Regions from separate parts of the Mus musculus genome. Here regions 1, 2 and 3 are each linked to region 4. A link is a contact called in public Micro-C and promoter capture Hi-C data. All regions are on one chromosome and are shown on one strand. Each heading gives the region's core, a stretch centred on a gene start, on an enhancer-like site or on the middle of the called end of the contact. The rest is flanking DNA. Distances are from core to core; before and after follow the strand shown.

Evidence for each region. Promoter capture Hi-C pulls out the DNA fragments that hold promoters and counts their contacts. A called contact is a pair of places that touch in the nucleus more often than the background predicts.
Region 1: a contact with region 4 is called in a Micro-C map of embryonic stem cells, with 12 times the contacts expected there. The contact joins the promoter of Hacd2 here to the promoter of Adcy5 in region 4. A contact is called at or near these places in 4 of 484 Hi-C or Micro-C datasets (LSK cells and embryonic stem cells), 1 of 115 datasets of contacts at active chromatin or transcription factors (embryonic stem cells) and 1 of 9 other capture datasets (adipose tissue).
Region 2: a contact with region 4 is called in a promoter capture Hi-C map of stem cell-derived epiblast-like cells, with 3 times the contacts expected there. The contact joins the promoter of E130310I04Rik here to the promoter of Adcy5 in region 4. A contact is called at or near these places in 9 of 39 promoter capture datasets (the 3T3-L1 cell line, the HPC-7 cell line, embryonic stem cells and 6 more).
Region 3: a contact with region 4 is called in a promoter capture Hi-C map of stem cell-derived epiblast-like cells, with 3 times the contacts expected there. The contact joins the promoter of 1700119H24Rik here to the promoter of Adcy5 in region 4. A contact is called at or near these places in 4 of 39 promoter capture datasets (embryonic stem cells, liver and stem cell-derived epiblast-like cells) and 2 of 9 other capture datasets (adipose tissue and liver).

What each region holds. Positions count from the first base shown.
Region 1 is chr16:35,020,294-35,024,318 of GRCm38.p6, reverse strand. Hacd2 (3-hydroxyacyl-CoA dehydratase 2) reads right to left here and starts at 1,898. Exons shown (of 7, transcript NM_023587.2): 1 at 1,684-1,898. The coding sequence starts at 1,838. LOC105246106 (a long non-coding RNA gene) reads left to right here and starts at 1,974. Exons shown (of 5, transcript XR_876048.3): 1 at 1,974-2,248; 2 at 2,381-2,477.
Region 2 is chr16:34,957,728-34,961,411 of GRCm38.p6, reverse strand. E130310I04Rik (RIKEN cDNA E130310I04 gene) reads left to right here and starts at 2,418. Exons shown (of 4, transcript NR_045723.1): 1 at 2,418-2,645. The region is part of intron 21 of Mylk (myosin, light polypeptide kinase); the gene reads right to left.
Region 3 is chr16:34,936,649-34,940,616 of GRCm38.p6, reverse strand. 1700119H24Rik (RIKEN cDNA 1700119H24 gene) reads left to right here and starts at 1,288. Exons shown (of 3, transcript NR_040536.2): 1 at 1,288-1,449; 2 at 3,851-3,869. It overlaps Mylk (myosin, light polypeptide kinase), which reads right to left. Exons shown (of 32, transcript NM_139300.3): 18 at 1,605-1,691.
Region 4 is chr16:35,153,456-35,157,677 of GRCm38.p6, reverse strand. It overlaps Adcy5 (adenylate cyclase 5), which reads right to left and starts at 2,814. Exons shown (of 21, transcript NM_001012765.5): 1 at 443-2,814. The coding sequence starts at 1,579.

The DNA of each region.
Region 1 (4,025 bases), core at 649-3,148, 130 kb after region 4:
TCGTACATATATGTGTATAGAGAGAGTTCTAAATGTTCTCCTAAAAAAATAATAATCTGGGGACATTTATGAGAACAACAACTTGTAGCTGCAATAGTTCTTTATTGACTTAAGTTTAGATCCAGGGATTTTGAGAACTTGTATAATCACATGCAAGCCTGTGTTCCTTTCTTTTCTTTTTCTTTTTTGTCTTTTTGGTTTTGTTTTTCTTTGAGACAGGATTACACTGTGTAGCCCTGGCTATCCTGAAACTTGCTCTGGAGACCAGGCTGTTCTTTAACTCAGAGATCCACCATGCCCAGCCTGAGGGCATGTTGTTTCAACACCTCCTATCTGCAATACTAACAATCAGCCTACCACCCTCCAAGCCTATTTCTTCATTAAAAAGCAACATAATTTCTTTAGGCTTACAACGTTTGTGCAAGTGTGTATTATTGGCCTGTGCTAATACCAGCATCTGAGGAACATACAAAATTAGCTGATTCAAGTAAAGTGATTTGAAACAGGGTTTCACCGTATATATGCATTTTGTGTATATTTTAAGTTTTGATCCCTGCCAACGTATTTCCTACTGTAAAAGATAATTAAGAATGGATTTTCAAAATACAGTTTTAAATTTTTTCTGTATACTTGAAAGTCTTACAAAAAAAAAAAAAAAGCCATAGTGCTAGCACAGTAGTAGAGTACAAGCAAGTGTGAGGCCCTAAGTTCAATCGCCAGCACCAGTAAACAAACGGATGAATGCTTGCTAGGGAGTCAAGAGTGGTGTGGCACAGGCCCCTGATTCCAACAGTCACAAGATTGAGGCAGGAGAATCACAAGTTCCAGGCGAGCCAGGACTACATAATGAGTTCTGGTCAAAAAGAAAAAAGAAAAAAAAAAAAAAAAAAAAAAAAAACGGGAAAAGAAAGAGAAAAGGGAAGGGAGAACAGAAGGCAGGAGAAATTGCACCTAAGAAGTTTTACGACTTAGGAATTTCCTGACAATTTAAATTTATATGGTGATCCAGCTCACCAAAACCACCGGATTGCGAAACTGGATTCACCTAGCCCAACTCTACCTAACTGGGGGGGAAACAAAAAAACAAAAACAAACAAAAAAAAAAAAAAACCAAACCCACTAGAGACCCAGAGAAAGAAGCAGGTTTCTTCAAAGTCCCAGGGCGAGTTGTGTGAGAACTGGAACTAAAAGCCCTGCTATGAAGAGACAGACTTGAAATGGGGTAGACACCATCCCCAGAGTCGATTCTCTCCCTATCTCAACTTGCCCCAAGAAAATCTAAGTAATCCCCCTCCAAAGTCTCCGCCCCGGTCTCGGACCGCTCCGGCTCGGGCGGCTGGCGGAAAACTTCGACCACGTTCCTACCGCCTCCCAGACGAACGCTCCCGCCTGGGTTTTGAAAGCGGCCGCCTAAATGAATGATCTCCGCAGCCAGGCGGGCTTCCTCGCCGGGCTGGGGAAGTGCTGACCGGCCGCCCGGGGCTGGCCTCCGCGCCGCGCCGCGCCGCACCTGTGGCCCGCCCGCTCGCCCGCCCGCCCGCTCGCCCCGCCGCGGCCCTGACCAGGCAGCTCTGCGGCCAGCCTGCCCCATGCTCGCCCCGCGGCCGCCCCGGGCTGCGGGTCCGACCCCGCCGGTCACAGAGCTCGCTCCCCGCCTCCCCGGGGAGGGAGCTCCAGCCTCACCCCGCCGTCATCACCACATTGTAGATGACCAGGTACGCCGTGGCCACAGGCCCGGGGCCCTTCTTCTTCCGCGCGCCGCTGCTGTCGCCAGCCCCGACTCGGCCACTGCCGCCCCCATTCCCCTTGGTCGCTGCAGTCGCCGCCGCTGCCGCCATGTCAAGCGCCCGCAACCCCGCTCCCCTCGCGCCTGCACCTCAGACCCAACTGGGCTCTACGAGGGGGCGGAGGAAGGGACGAGGGAGAGGCGGGGCCGCGGCACGGGGCGGAGCCGGGACAGCGCCCACGGGGGCCGCCATCTTGGATGAGGGCAAAGACGCTCCAGGCGCTCGTCTCCGTAGCCGCCATCTTGGATAGGGGTAATTTCCTCCCAACTTCCGGCGCACAATCCGTGTGGGCATCCAGCGCCAGGTTTGATCAGGTTAATGTGAACCTGGGCCTCACTTGTCAGGCCTGTTCTTACGGATAATTTGTCTCTGGTCATTTGCTATCTTATGACCATCTCTTCCTGCTGGATCCAAATGATATGTCCTGGTCCTCGGTAACTTTAGCCTCTACCAGGTACCAGGTATCTTTACCCCTGTACACAGTTGCCCAAGTAGCTAGAGGGTGATTGACGTCAGTTAAGCTGTGTGTCCTGTTCAGAGAGCAGAAGGAACCAGCATTTTTGTAACATATTATCTTTCTCTTCTAATTGTAGCCAACTCGGGGAAATAGCCTTCAACAATTTCTTCCCTGTCTTTGGATTTTTTTTTTTTTAAACCTGCTCTCTTGGACACTCCCAACAGTCTCTAAAGGTTAGCCAGTTTTTCTCCATTTGTAGGCCTGCTTTTTATTAAAGAGGATTAAGGTCAATCAGTGGTTAGTGGTGGACCTTGTAAGGCAGTAAAGAGTTGTTTATACCTACAGGTTATGGGCTAGGTGGGAGGGAAATACTTCTACTGAGTTAGATCAGAAATAACTTCTGAAAGCTCCTTTAATCTGCTGACCCCACTCATTTCTTTTTTTAGTACTTTCTTCATAAAAAGTACCTTACTATCAGTGTTCATAAATATACTGGCATTTATGTAATGTAATAAAATATGTATTGATTCCAAGAAGTACTTGTGGAGCATATACAAGGTTGTATTGGAAAATATACATATTTCAAAATAAATGAAAGAAACAAACGTCGTCAGTCTTCAAGAGATTACACAGAAGGATCCAGGAATGAATCGATATGAATTAGCTGGTGAAAAGTGGTATCAGAAAATTATTACAATGATCCAGGTCACAATGATAGTGATTTAAGCCAGTGTGATAATAGTTGAAGTGAGGAACATTGAATTCTCAGAATATTTTAGAGTTAGTGAAATGTGTTGGGTAGAACATTTGGTTTTAAAGGAAGGTAAAAGGAGCATTCAGATTGCTTGGGAGAACAAGCTGTAAAAAGAAGTAAGTTTGAGCTGGACGGTGGTGGCTCAGGCCTTTAATCCCAGCACTTGGGAGGCAGAGGCAGGCGGATTTCTGAGTTCGAGGCCAGCCTGGTCTACAGAGTGAGTTCCAGGACAGCCAGGGCTACACAGAGAAACCCTGTCTCCCCAAACCAAAAACCAAAAAATAAAAAAAAGAAGAAGAAGAAGTAAGTTTGAAGGCAGAAGTCAGGACTTTTATGTTTAGCTTGAAATCCTTTTTAGAAATGTAAGTGGAAATGTGGAAGAGACAATTAGATTTAGACTCTGAGGTTCAGGAAGACCTGCAGGCTAGAGATTTGAGAGCTTCAGGATGCTAGGATTGAAAGTCATGATGCACCCCCAGAAACTGAGAGGTAGGAGCAGAGAAATTGCTGAATTCTCATCCTTACCTGCTCTCAAAGACTGTAAAGACATCCTGCTGCCTTTTCCCCTGACTTTTAAAAGAACATGTGAAGGAGGAAGGTACAGGTTTAGTTTTCAACATCCCTTACTCCATCATCTGACCTCAAAAATCACCAAGCACACACATGGTACATATACATACATGCAGGTGAAACACTCCTACAATAAATAAATCTTAAATAAAATAAAAACCAAGCCAAAAAAAAAACCCCAAAAACTAAAATCCAAAAATGCAAACCACCCCCGCACCTCTCATAAAGGAGTGAACTATTTTTCAAAACAATCATTCACTTTAAAACTCTCATTCATTTAACTGACTCTCTTTTCAGTATAATACAATAGGAAAGTAAGAGTCACAAAGGCATAAAGTTGGAAATCAACTTAAAACTCAGAATATATTTTTGTAGTTATTTATACCCATCAGCTCTGCAAAGTACAGGTGATCTTTTTAATTACACATAAATATCACTGGGGAGGGGAGATAGAATA
Region 2 (3,684 bases), core at 1,169-3,668, 200 kb after region 4:
TCCCCGGCGACACAGGAGGCCTCCTGCAACTGGTGGAGGAGGAATTGTGAGCCGCTTTCACTGGTTGTTGAAAATGTTCTCTTAGAAATTCTGTTTGTTCTGAAGGATATATTGGTCTTTTTAAGAAACATTTCTGGTGTTGGCAAAGATGTTTATTATTCTAAATCCTCTTAGCGGCAAGTGGCTCAAGTCCTCTGGAAATCAGCTAAGGAAGTGAAGGAGCCTGCTTGGGGGGTGAGGGTGGGGGTAGGGGAGGAGAAGTCCTTACTGTCCCTGCCCCAGACCTTCTGGCAGACTTAGTCATGGAGCTTTATACAAGTAAAGACCCTGGCCATTGGCCGACTGCCTTCTCTCTGGTTTGCTCTGGAAAAAAACAACTTGGAGAGATCAACGTTGCTGAAGAGTTGCTGTGTGCACCTACCCTTGGTACAGGCACCACTAATTTACACGTGGTGGGGCTTCCCTCAGCCAGTACAGGAGAAGGTGCAGACCATGGGGGAGGAGGCTCGCATGACAAGCAGAATGTGAAGGGATTTGAACACGAACATTCAGAGAGTCTTGCATGTTTGTCTTAGTGTTCCACTCTCATCACTATTTTAGGAGACTAAAGGGTCAGGCCCGCATGTGACCAGCAGAAGGACAAACCTCCCTGGAACATGGTGCTGGGCCTGTGTGCTTTATAACCCTGACGCTCTTGGACCACAAAGGTTCAGGAGTGCTAGGAGTGTAGGATCCCTCCTCCGTGCTTATCCTCAGAGCTGTGTCTGATGCTCTTTATCCTTTCCAAGTACAGAGCCCACATGAGTTGAACTAACTACCGGGTGGGACCAGGGTTCTCCCATGAGCCTCTCTGCTAAAGACAGACACATCTGGCCTGGACAGTGCCTGACAAACAAGAGACTGGCTCGCTGGCTACGGCTGGACCCATGCTTCCTCGGAATTCTCCCAGGGCTCCCTGGAGACATGGCTGGCAGAATGGGAAATCCTTCCAGCTGCAAGAGTTTGTGCTCAGTAGAGGGTGGCTACTGCTGGGAAACCAGAGAACCTTGTCTGTGATGCTTCCCAACAGCCCGGCTTCCCTTTGCCCTCTTTGTGTTTGCCCACACCATGTCTGTCTGGGCTGGGCCTGCAGAGATGGCCAAGCACTGATCCTGAATCCAACAGCTACTGGCCTAAACTACGGCACACGCTTGGAAAGAGGCTCTAAGAGGCTGAGGCTGAGGCTGAATTCACGGTGCTGGTTAGTTTTAACTGTCAGTCTGATACAACCGTGAATCAACTGGGAAGAAAGCCTTAACAAGGAATTACACAGATCAGGTTGGCCTGTGGGTGTATCTATGGGGAATGTCTTGACTGTTATCTGAGGCAGGAAGACTCAGGCCATTGTGGCTGTAGATTCCCTAGGCAGGGCAAACCGGATAGTATGAGGGGAGTAAGCTAACTGAGAGCAAGAGAGCACACCGCGATGCATTTGGTCTCTCGGCTCTTGGCCATGAATGTGAAATGACTAGCGACCTGAGTTCTAGCCTAGCCTAGCCCTGAGATGGTGGACTGTAAGCCAGAATTGTGAGCCAATCCACTCTTTTCTCCCTATGTTGCTTTTAGTCAGGGTGCATTATCAGAGCAAGCCGGAACACTCACTAGTCATGGACAAAGCCACAGGAGAGTCCCACAACCCTGTGCATCCAGACAGGGTTCCGTCCTTTCTATGCTGTCAGGCAGAATGAGACCAAGCTAGTGTCATGCTTACACTGGTAAGCCGGGAATCTCTAAGGCGTATCTCCAGCCCTTCCAAATCACATCAGCTTTAAACTCAGAATGTAGTTGGTGTAGGTTGGGTTCTTGATACTTTGTTTTTCTCCCTTAGAGTTAGGAGGAGGCCTGTTATTCTTGTGTTGGGTGAGTGACATTAAAGAATCCATCTGGATCCCCTGCTCCTCCCTCATCCTCTCCCAGGTCACACAGAACAGCCCAGAAGGCGCAGGCGCAGGCCCAGGCCAGGCTGCAAACCTCATTCTTATGCTGCTTCTTAAAATACAATAATTAGCCTCGGAAATAGCTAAGTATCCCTCACTTAAACCAACTTGGGGGGGGGGAAGGGCTAGCTTTTGTTGATTTGAAAATGAGACTCTTGAGTGATCTGAAAAGAAGGCAGCTCTTCAGAGAATATGCCACAAGAGACTTCTGCAGCTAAGGAGCACAAGTCACTTTTAAGTGGCCTTATTTAGTCGGCCCATCAAGTGGATGCGTTTCAAGTGCTTGAAAACTGTCCAGAATAGGTGGAACAATATCTACTTTATCTCATTTGTGTTTATATCTACTTAATAAACCCCAATCAGATAATATGCAGATGTCCCTGGAGACACACAGGTAAATCAGGTTAATCCTGGTTTACTTTGGCCTAAGTCTAAATTCATGGGCTTTGAATGGATGTAGCTGTGCTGTGGCCATCAATACGAGTCCTCATTTTATTGAGCGATTCTATTCTTAGCTCTGGGGTGGGGGAGGCAGACAGAGAGCCTGCTCCCCATTCCATTCCCCTCCTAGGACGGCATTTAACATGTTGCTCCTGCCAGCTGGCAGGCAGCCACACCGATGGCCCTGTCAGCACCGGCAGTGGAGAATGAGAAACTCAACCATAAAAGGTCAGAACTGCAGCTCCCGCAGTGGGGCTGGGGGAAGGGGAGTGTGGCACGGCCCGGGGTGGCCCCGATTGGGGTAGGGGGCACTGGTTTCAGAAAGGCAGTTTAAAGTTGTTGACCCCACACAGGGGCAGATAGATGGGAAGGCTGAGGAAGAGGTTTCTCTGTCTTAGAGAGATTCTTCACTCTTTAGCCATCCACAGGCCATGGGCACATCTGGAGGGCAGGCTTTTGAGAGTCTGAAATGAGTTCTTCCCTTAGTTTCCCTTCTGCATGGCTGGAGACATACCTATCCACTTTGGGCCTAAGGTGAGGATAGGAGATAAAGATGGAGAAGGAAGACTGGGACCAAAGTTAGGGACCACAGAGTGACAGCACTAAGAGAGCCTCTGAGTCCTCTCCAACTGCCAACTTCATGCTTGGGACATTCCTCAGATCCCCGCTGTGGCTCATGAATCCTTTCTAACACTCTTTTGTTCTGTAGGTGTGAGCCCTGCTGTGAAGTTGGGGACTAGTCTTCACACTGAACCCAAAGGAGCCCCTTTGTCTAATTGAAACCCTGTAAGCTTGAAAGCCAAGATTGACTGGAAAACCTACTCAAATCTAATGTGTATGCAATTAAATACCAGGCCAAAGTCTTTCAGGAGCCCCATATATGGAGGCCCACACAGGCATACAACACAGTCTACTGTCCCCCTAGCTGCACCTTCTTGTGTCCCTCTACTGTACTATATGCATCTGCCACAAGGGGAACCATGACCGAGGGAAAACAGTGAGCATCACCCATGGGAGGAAGCCACATAGAAAGCGATTTAGATGTGTCAGAAGACAGATCGGAACGTAAAAACAGTTACTAGGAAAGAAGGCAACACCAAATCTTGAGACTCGGTCTAAATAGGGGTTCAGCTTACTGGGAACTCAGAGATATAGAAAGGGGAAGAACTTAGGGTTAGCAATCACAGTGACCTTAGAGAAACAGTCTCTCTAGACCAAGCAACATGGGATTAAGGGGCAGGTAGCTGCAGAGGGCCAGAGGCCAAGG
Region 3 (3,968 bases), core at 39-2,538, 220 kb after region 4:
GAGGACAACTTGGCTGGGGTTTTCCAAGGACTCTGCTCTGCGGGGCAAAGTGCCCAGAGCTGGTCTGCTTTGTCTCCCAGCCTCATGGCACTTGTTTTTCTCCCACAGTTCTGCTCTGACCCTGCCTCACCTTCCTTGGGACCGCACAGACCTAAAGGATGTTCCAGACCTGAAGACGGGAGGTGGCTGGACCTCTGTCCCTGTCAGGTGAGCAGCCTCATCACTGAGCAAGTCACAACATCTCCCCTCTCATGGTCTCCCATAGGTAGCACAGCAAGGCCCAGGCAACAGTTCTGGAGAGTAACACTACTAACTCACTCCTCCTGGGTCCCTACGGCTGTGCCTGGGCTCTTAACAGCTTATTAAAGTCTGCTCTGAGCAGTCGTGGCTCCTTTGCTGTCTGAGTGGGTCTCACTTTGTGTAAACATCTAGGAGAAATTATAAATCCACTTTGGCTACCCCTCCATGAAGGCTGAGGACTTCTGACCTCAGGCTGATGAGCTGTGTTCCAAGAGTTCAGCACCAGCAAGGCAAAAGCACTGCTTTTACAAAGAAAAGAATAAAGCAGCCATAAACCACTGTCTGATAACTAAAGGGAAGCGCTCTTCCGAACAGTGAGACCCATCACTGTCCTCCACTAGCAGAAGCGAGAGCTTCTCTTCTGATGTTGATGTTGTTGTTTAGTTGGTTTTTCTTAATCTTACTTTTTTTGAGTCTCACTCTGAATCTCAGATTAGCGTAGAACTCACTATGTAGCCGAGGCTGGCCTCCCCTTAGCTTCTCAAATATTGGGATTGCAAGCGTGCCTCACGCCTGGCTTTCTGTTAAAAAAAGTTTATTTTAAAACTTAGAGTGTTCTGGGGATGTCCAAGCAACTCTGTGCCCTATAAAAACTGGGAATGTCAGAAAGTAGTTCGGCTAATAAAATCGCACTAGTAATTACAGCAGAAGGCAGGGCTGTATTACGGCCTTTGAGAGCTTTAGGTGTCTATCTATTATATAATTTTATTTGATAGGTATTATAGTTTGATTATGTAGGCTATATTTTATAACTGCTCCATGGAGCTCCCCAGAGCGCAGTGAGGAGCTCTGTGTGGCATAGCTGTGAGGGAGCACAGCAGAACATGGAGAGAGGTGGCAGTCAGGGTGCACAGGGGACAGCACCTGTGCATACACAATAGATGAGAGGCTCACTTGTGGGAGTCTGTGGGCACTGAGGACCTTTGGACATTCCCGATGATGTCATAAGGGCAGAGTAACAATTTAGGAAGGCTCCCTTGACAGGACAGAATCAACTTAAAGAAGAAGGACAGTCCCCACAGGGGTTTAAGTGCCAACCGAAAGTGACGTGGGAGGTGGAAAGGGCTGTGGTCAGGAAGATGAAGACCACGGGTAACATACGCAGGCTGTGGATGGGGTGAAGAGAGACTGGCAGGGGTTTGAGGAAAGGTAATTTGGCTTAGTAGTCAGGGGGACATAGGGCACTCAGGGAGATGGGCAGAAGCTTGTCCCCAAGGAGTTCAGGACAGAGCTGGTGACCAGGAAGCTGGGACTCTGCCACCACTCCTGCCTTTGTATGGTAAAGCCCAGCGCGCAGCACTTACTCTCTGTTCCTAGCACAGGGGGAAGAGAGCTCTTGGGTCTCCGGGATTTCATCTCCGGGGCCTTGGTGTTCTCACTGGTCTGAGCATCTGGAACAAAAAAAAGGAACACAAACATCAGTGAGTGGCTATCTGAGGAGCTGAGTAGGGGAGGCCCTCAGTCAGAACCCTACCTTGACCCTAGCTGGCCCACCCACCCCTACGTTCCACCCAGAGGCCCTCTGTGCCCGCCAAGTGGCGCCTGCAGTGGGCCCTTCCTCCAGGGGAGTACCAAAGAAGGAGAGCCTGCTGGATGGACCTGATAAATCAGGTGGCTAGAACAGTCGCTGGCAGGATGGATGGCCAGGCCAGGGAGCTAGTGACTGCTCCCAACTGCAGCCCCAGACACTGCCAGGACTAAGGCCACTTAGCAGGGCCTAGGCTCTCAATTCCCTTTGCCCACACTGGGCTTTGATTCTCTCCTTTAAATGTTCTACATTCCAAAGGCTCTCTGCAAAGGTAAAGGCCTCACACAGAGGGAGGAGAAGACTGGGCCCTCTGGACCTCTGGACTCATGGACTGAACGGTGTTTATGGCCTTAGATTTCTAAGGCTTGCCTTTGCACTGGGTCAGGCCTAGCCAATTGAGGGCTTCAGAGTCAGCCACTGGCATAGTCTCTCTGAGACGGAGGCTGGGACTCAGTCAGGGGCTTTTGGGGTACCTCCTCAAGGCAGGCCTATGAATTCCTGCAGTGGCCACTGCTTGATGCTGGCAGCAAGTTCCTTCTTCCATGTTACAGTAGAGCTCAGAAAATGCTGGGGGTGGGTACAATACTAGGGGGGTGGTCTCTTGTGGATAAAGGAGAATGGCACTGCAGGCTGGGTGGAACTGAACAGAAAACCCCTGAGTACCAATGAGACTGGACTTTCAACTGGGGGAGGGTCTCTTGTGGACAAAGGAGAATGGCACTGCAGGCTGGGTGGAACTGAACAGAAAACCCCTGAGTACCAATGAGACTGGACTTTCAAACGTTGTGGGAAAACCACTCAGGACTTAGATAAGAAGCTGCTGGCTGAATGACAATCACCGGGCAGTGTTTTTACTACTCTTTGGGGGAGAGGATGGAAGGCACCTCCCCCTAAGCCCCTTCCTGTCCTCATCCTTCATTTCCGCTCTGGAGGAGGAAGTTCAGAGGGAGGAGGGGATTTTCCAGCCAGGGCTCTGGCCACATTCCTGTGGCTTGGCTGAGGAAGGGCTAACAGACTGTCCTTGCTTCCAGGATGGGCAGCCTCAGCTGGTCTTGGCTAGACTGGGCTCCCTGTGAGGAGTGGTACTGCACCCATCAATGGCAGGGGTTGGAGACATGCACTTTACCCGCTTCCCTGGTTACACTTATTCTAGATGACATCTGTGCTCTGTCCACAGGGCCCCTTCTACTTAAGTCTTATTTTTGAAGCTTGTCACCAGCTAGGCTTCCTCCAGGATATCCCTGTACTCTTTATGAGCTGGGTAATCCATGGACAGAGACTGCTGTGGGCACAGCTGGCTCAGCTGGGTGGCAGCTGAGGAATATTAAGGTCAATTCCCTGTTGAAGATGACCCAAAGCCACACACACACACACACACACACAGATACACGCACACACACACACACAGATACACACACACACACAGATACACAGACACACACACACAGATACACACACACAGACACACAGACACACACACAGACACACACACGCAGATACACACACACACAGACACACACACACACACAGACACACACACAGACACACACACACACACAGACACACACACAGAGACACACACAGAGACATACACACACACACAGATACACACACACACAGACACACACACAGATACACACACACACAGATACACACACACACACACACACATACACACACAGAGGAATGATTCTGTTTGGGCTTAATGAGGACTTTCCAGCAGTATATGAAGATGGGGTGAGGGGTAAAGGAAGGGAGGCAGAAGTGATCCTTTTAAGCACCACTTGATAACCTTGATACCCTGTCCCCCATGGTGTGGCTATGCCCTACTCCCTCCATAAGAGCAAAGGTGCCCCAGAGCTTGAGTTCAGGGTTCCTGCCATGTGGCGCTGATAAGGTCTCAAGCTGCTGTTCACCCTGGGCACCAGGTTCCATGTGCACACATGGAACAGAAGGACCCCCAGGACTTTAAAGAAAGATGCACTCAGAAATGTCTGTCTTCGATTGTTCTCCCCTTCTCAGGAAAAGGGTGAATGATAAAGTGAGTATGTAGTATTGAATTCCTGATTCAGCACTCTTTTCTGTCCCTCCGGGTAAGCTCCGGAGCAGAGAGGAGTTTGTGAGAGAAGGATCAAAGTTC
Region 4 (4,222 bases), core at 1,565-4,064:
TACAGCCTCCTCCTTAAGACTGGGCGACAGTCTTCCACAAGGCTGGAACCAGGGACTAGCTAACAAACCCAGAGGAGCTCAGGAGGGGTCGGCTGCTAGAGGGTCCAGCCACTTAGGTTGGGAGTGTTGTTTATACAGGACCAGAAGTTCTGAGAGAAATAGGGACTCTGAACATTTCTCAAATCCCCCTTTCTTGCTTAAGTTGGCAATTGTGACTAGTTCGAGGAATGTCTTCTACCAGGCCAACAGCATTACAAGCCTTACAAGAGTAGTCTTTAGTAGGTAAAGAAGCTAGGCATGGCGTGATGTGGCGTGGCATGAAGCCTTGTCTCTCTGGTTACTTTTGACCACTTTTAACTGGTGTAGACTTCATCCCTTTTCTCTAAAAATCAGGTCGAGGTCTGCCTACCCCTCAATCAAGTGTGGCCTAGTGGGGCCCTACCTGTTTCAGCAGAAACTGGTCCTGGGAGTTGGTGTGCAGAGAGATGGCCAAGTGGAGAGCCGACAGAAGCACCCCGCTGAGCACCGCAGCCCTCATGCGCACAGGCAGCAGGGTGTAGATGGTATAGATGAAGAACACGGTCCACCAGATGCCCTCGGAGGCGCTGCGTGGCTGTGGCAGCAACAGGCCCACTACCTGGACGGCCAGCACCACTGCAATGAGCGCATAGCAGGCCAGGCCCATGTGGTCCTGGTGGAACGCTGCACGGTTGCAGAGCACGGCCATGATAAGGATCACGCCCACAGCAGCTGCCAACACGGCCAGGTAGGCTATCTGGAGCGGGGGGCGCGCCGCGTGGAAAGCCAGCATGACCAGGCACACAAGCACCAGCACGGCCATGAGCATGGTGAGACTGCTCTGGTTCAGGCGGAAGAAGTAGCGCTGGTACAGACGCTCCAGTTTGTCCGACGGGAACTTCTTAGAGCGGAATATCTGCAGCAAGGCCAGGCAGCAGGCGCCCAACGACAGCACCGCGCCGGTCCCAGAGCCTGACGCCACAGAACTGCCTCCATCCTCCGACCCGTCTCCATCCTCGACGATGCCAGTCCCGGGCTCCAGCTCCTCGGCCGCTCGGCCTTTTCCTCGACGCTCCTCCAGGCCCAGCTCCACCGAGCGGGGGCGCACCTCTGTGCCACCTGCGGCCGCTGCGGCCGCCGCCGAACTGCCGCTGCCGCCCGCAGGGGGCGCCCGGGTGCTGCCCCCTCCAGCCGCGCCCCGCCGCTGCCGCCTGCTGCCGCGACCGCCGTCGTCGCCACCGCGCTCCTGCCAGGCGGACTTAGAGCGGAAGCTGAAGCCGAAGCCCCCAGCCAGAGGGTCATCACCGCTTAGTGGAGGGTCTTCGTCGTCATCGCCACCGCGCCAACGGCTGGCCAGGCGCTGCTGCTGTTGTGGGGTCACCGCTCCCCCAGATCTCTTGGTGGAGCCGCGGGTTGATCCCCCGGGGGCGTGGGGGTAGCCATTGGCGCGGGAATCGGCTTCTCCCCAAGCGGCGCGATGCTCCGGGCCTCCCCGGGGCGCTGGCGACGCCGCTGTCTGTGCAGCGTAGCCCGGGGGGCTCACGCTTTTGGAGCCGGACATCCCCCCCTCGGCCTCGTCGTCTTCTTCCTCTTCCCCCGGGGGCCGGGCCGGGGGTCTCCAAGGAGAGGGCGGACAGCCAAGCAGGGGGACCAGGCTAGGGTCACACGTCGAGGGAGGCCCGGGGCCCTGCGCAGCAGCGGGACATCGTGGCACCCCCGTCCTGAGCGGTGGAGGACAACGGGAAGGCTAGCGGGGAGACAGCGCAGCCCCGAGGTGAGAAGTAGCTACGAATTAGAGTCCAGAGTCCCAGGTCCGAGACGGAGTTGGCTCCGAGCGGTGGCAGTGGGGACAGCTCTGACTGCTGCGCCGGACGCAGAGATGTCCGGACTCCTGGCTCGCGTCGAGCTCAGGCTGGGAGTTGAGGAGCAGGCGGGACGGAGAGGTGTCCTTGCGGGCGGCGCCTCTCCGAAGCTGGCAGTTCCCGGGCGCGGCGCTCGTGGCTTTTGCCTAAGCCGAGAGCAGCGACTCTCCCAGCAAGGTGGCGGCGAGGGCGGCTCGGCAGGGGTCCCGGCACGGAGACGCAGCGGGTGCCCTTTGCTCGCAGCGCACTGGGAGCGACTGGGAGGTGCAGGCTCCTGCCAGCATTATTTTCTTACGAGGGGTGGGGAGGTGGGATGGGGGGTGGAGAGGACGGGGGAGGGGGCGGCGGGCGGAGCAAGAGCTCCGGAGCCCCGGGGAGGAGGGTCCTGGAGCCCGGGGGGGCCGTCGCCCGCATCCCCCACCTCCGGAGGCGCGAGTGGGAGCGTGGCCCCCGCGAAAGGCGAACAGAGCCTCCGGCGTGCCCGCGCAGGGGGCGGGGGCGAGGACCGGCTCCTGCGGTGCGGCCCTTCCCCTCTCGTCTCCTCCTGTCCCCCAGACCCAGCAGGCCGGCCCGTTCCGGCAGGTCCCGAGGGTTGAGTCGCTAGCTCCGCAAGCCCTGGGTTCCTCGTTGCCGGCGGCTGGCCCACCGTAGCCGAGCGCAGAACCACTACGCGGAGGGCGGAATCCGGCGCAGCGCCGCCGCCGTTCTGCCCCAACGCAGGCGGGCTTCTCCCGGGGACCACGGCATCCAGCGATGGAGGGCTGCGGCTCAACAGCAGCCGGCCGATAAGGGCCGGCCGAAGAGCCGCGGCGCCCCGGGGGCGCTCCCGAGGGGCCCGAGGGAGCCCGGCTCCGGGCGCGCCATGCACGCCTCGGGCCCTGCGCCGCTCCGGCCGCTCGCGCCGCTCCTCCCTTCTCGCCCGCTCGCCGCCGCCGCCGCCGGAGCGCCCTCCGCATCCCCTCCTCCCGCCGCCTCCCCGCCCCCCGCGCCGCTCGGGCCTCGGCTCACAGCGGCGTGCGGCCGCCTCCGCCCTCTGCCCTGCCGCCGCCCGCGTCCTGGCCCCGGCACCCCGCGAACATACTCAAGCCGGGCCCGGGAGCCGCAGGGACCCCCGCTCCCCTTCCTCACCTATATTTTCACTGCGCCCCTCCCTCCCTGGTGCCTGGAGCCGGGTCAACGGGCGGATCCCTCGTCGGACCTGGGTAGCGGGCAATCCACCCCCGATCGGGTCCTGCGACCCCAGTCCTATCTCCCCTCTTTTTATTACCCTTTTCTCCCCCACCCCCATTCAGCCCAACTTCAGCTACGGTGCTGCTCCCCCCTTCTCTGGTCCGGCTCTATTGGCCGCTTCCAGAGCTGTCAGACTCGAGTCCGGCGCTCTTATTGGGCGATTCTGTGGCCCGGCGACGGTGCCAACGGAGGGCGCGCCGGGTGGGGGGCGCCCCGACCGCTACTGCCGCAGGGAACTGGAGACAGAGTCCCTAGAGAGGACGGAGGGACCCAGAGCCAGACCCGGAAATGAACTAGGGAGATGCAGAGACTGAGGATGTCTGGGGCACAGAAAGACAGCGATGGAAAAGATGGAGTTGCTAGCAGTGGGTGAGGCCGATGCAGCCAGGGTGGGGCGAGCAGGACCACTTTGGAGCATAGTTACTAAGAGGAAACACCACTGACAGCTGTGGGAACACCTGGCGTTTATAAGGAGCCCTTTGCCTGTTCATGTGTTTTAAATCCCATGTGGTTCTAGTAACAGCCATGGGCTCGGATGGGGGACAGGGCCTGTGTAGCTATTTCCTATTTGCAAATGTGGAAACTGAGGCTCTAAGAACTTAGCCAACTTGGAATACACCACACAGGTCTCCTAACCCACAATCCAAAGATCTTTTCTTCAGTGCTACGCTGGCTTCCACACCTACCCAGATGCTCCCACAGGCAAGCTAGTCTCCTTGCCAGTCAGGGAAGCAAAAATGACCCTTCTGGGAACTCCTGAATAAAGGCAAGGGTAGACAAGAGTAGACAGCTGAGTAGAAGATCTGGGTCTGTCTGCCTCTTCAGCTCCCTTGACCCCCTAAGCTGTCCTAACCGGAGTTCTGGCAGTTTTGCTTGGGGAGGGTGACTTGTATGCTGTCAGCCCCTTCATCCTTCTGCCGTCCTCCAAAGTTGACAAGAAGCCTAGAGGTCCACATCCTCCTCCACTGCTCATCTCCTTGGCAACTGAAGATAAACCTTGCCAGAGCTGCAAACCGGGAGGAGAGAAAAAAAGAATTCCAAGGGATCTGCGTAAACGGGATCTTGAGTAATCCTCCAGCCTTTGAGTAATCTATGGTTGGCTAAGTAGTAAA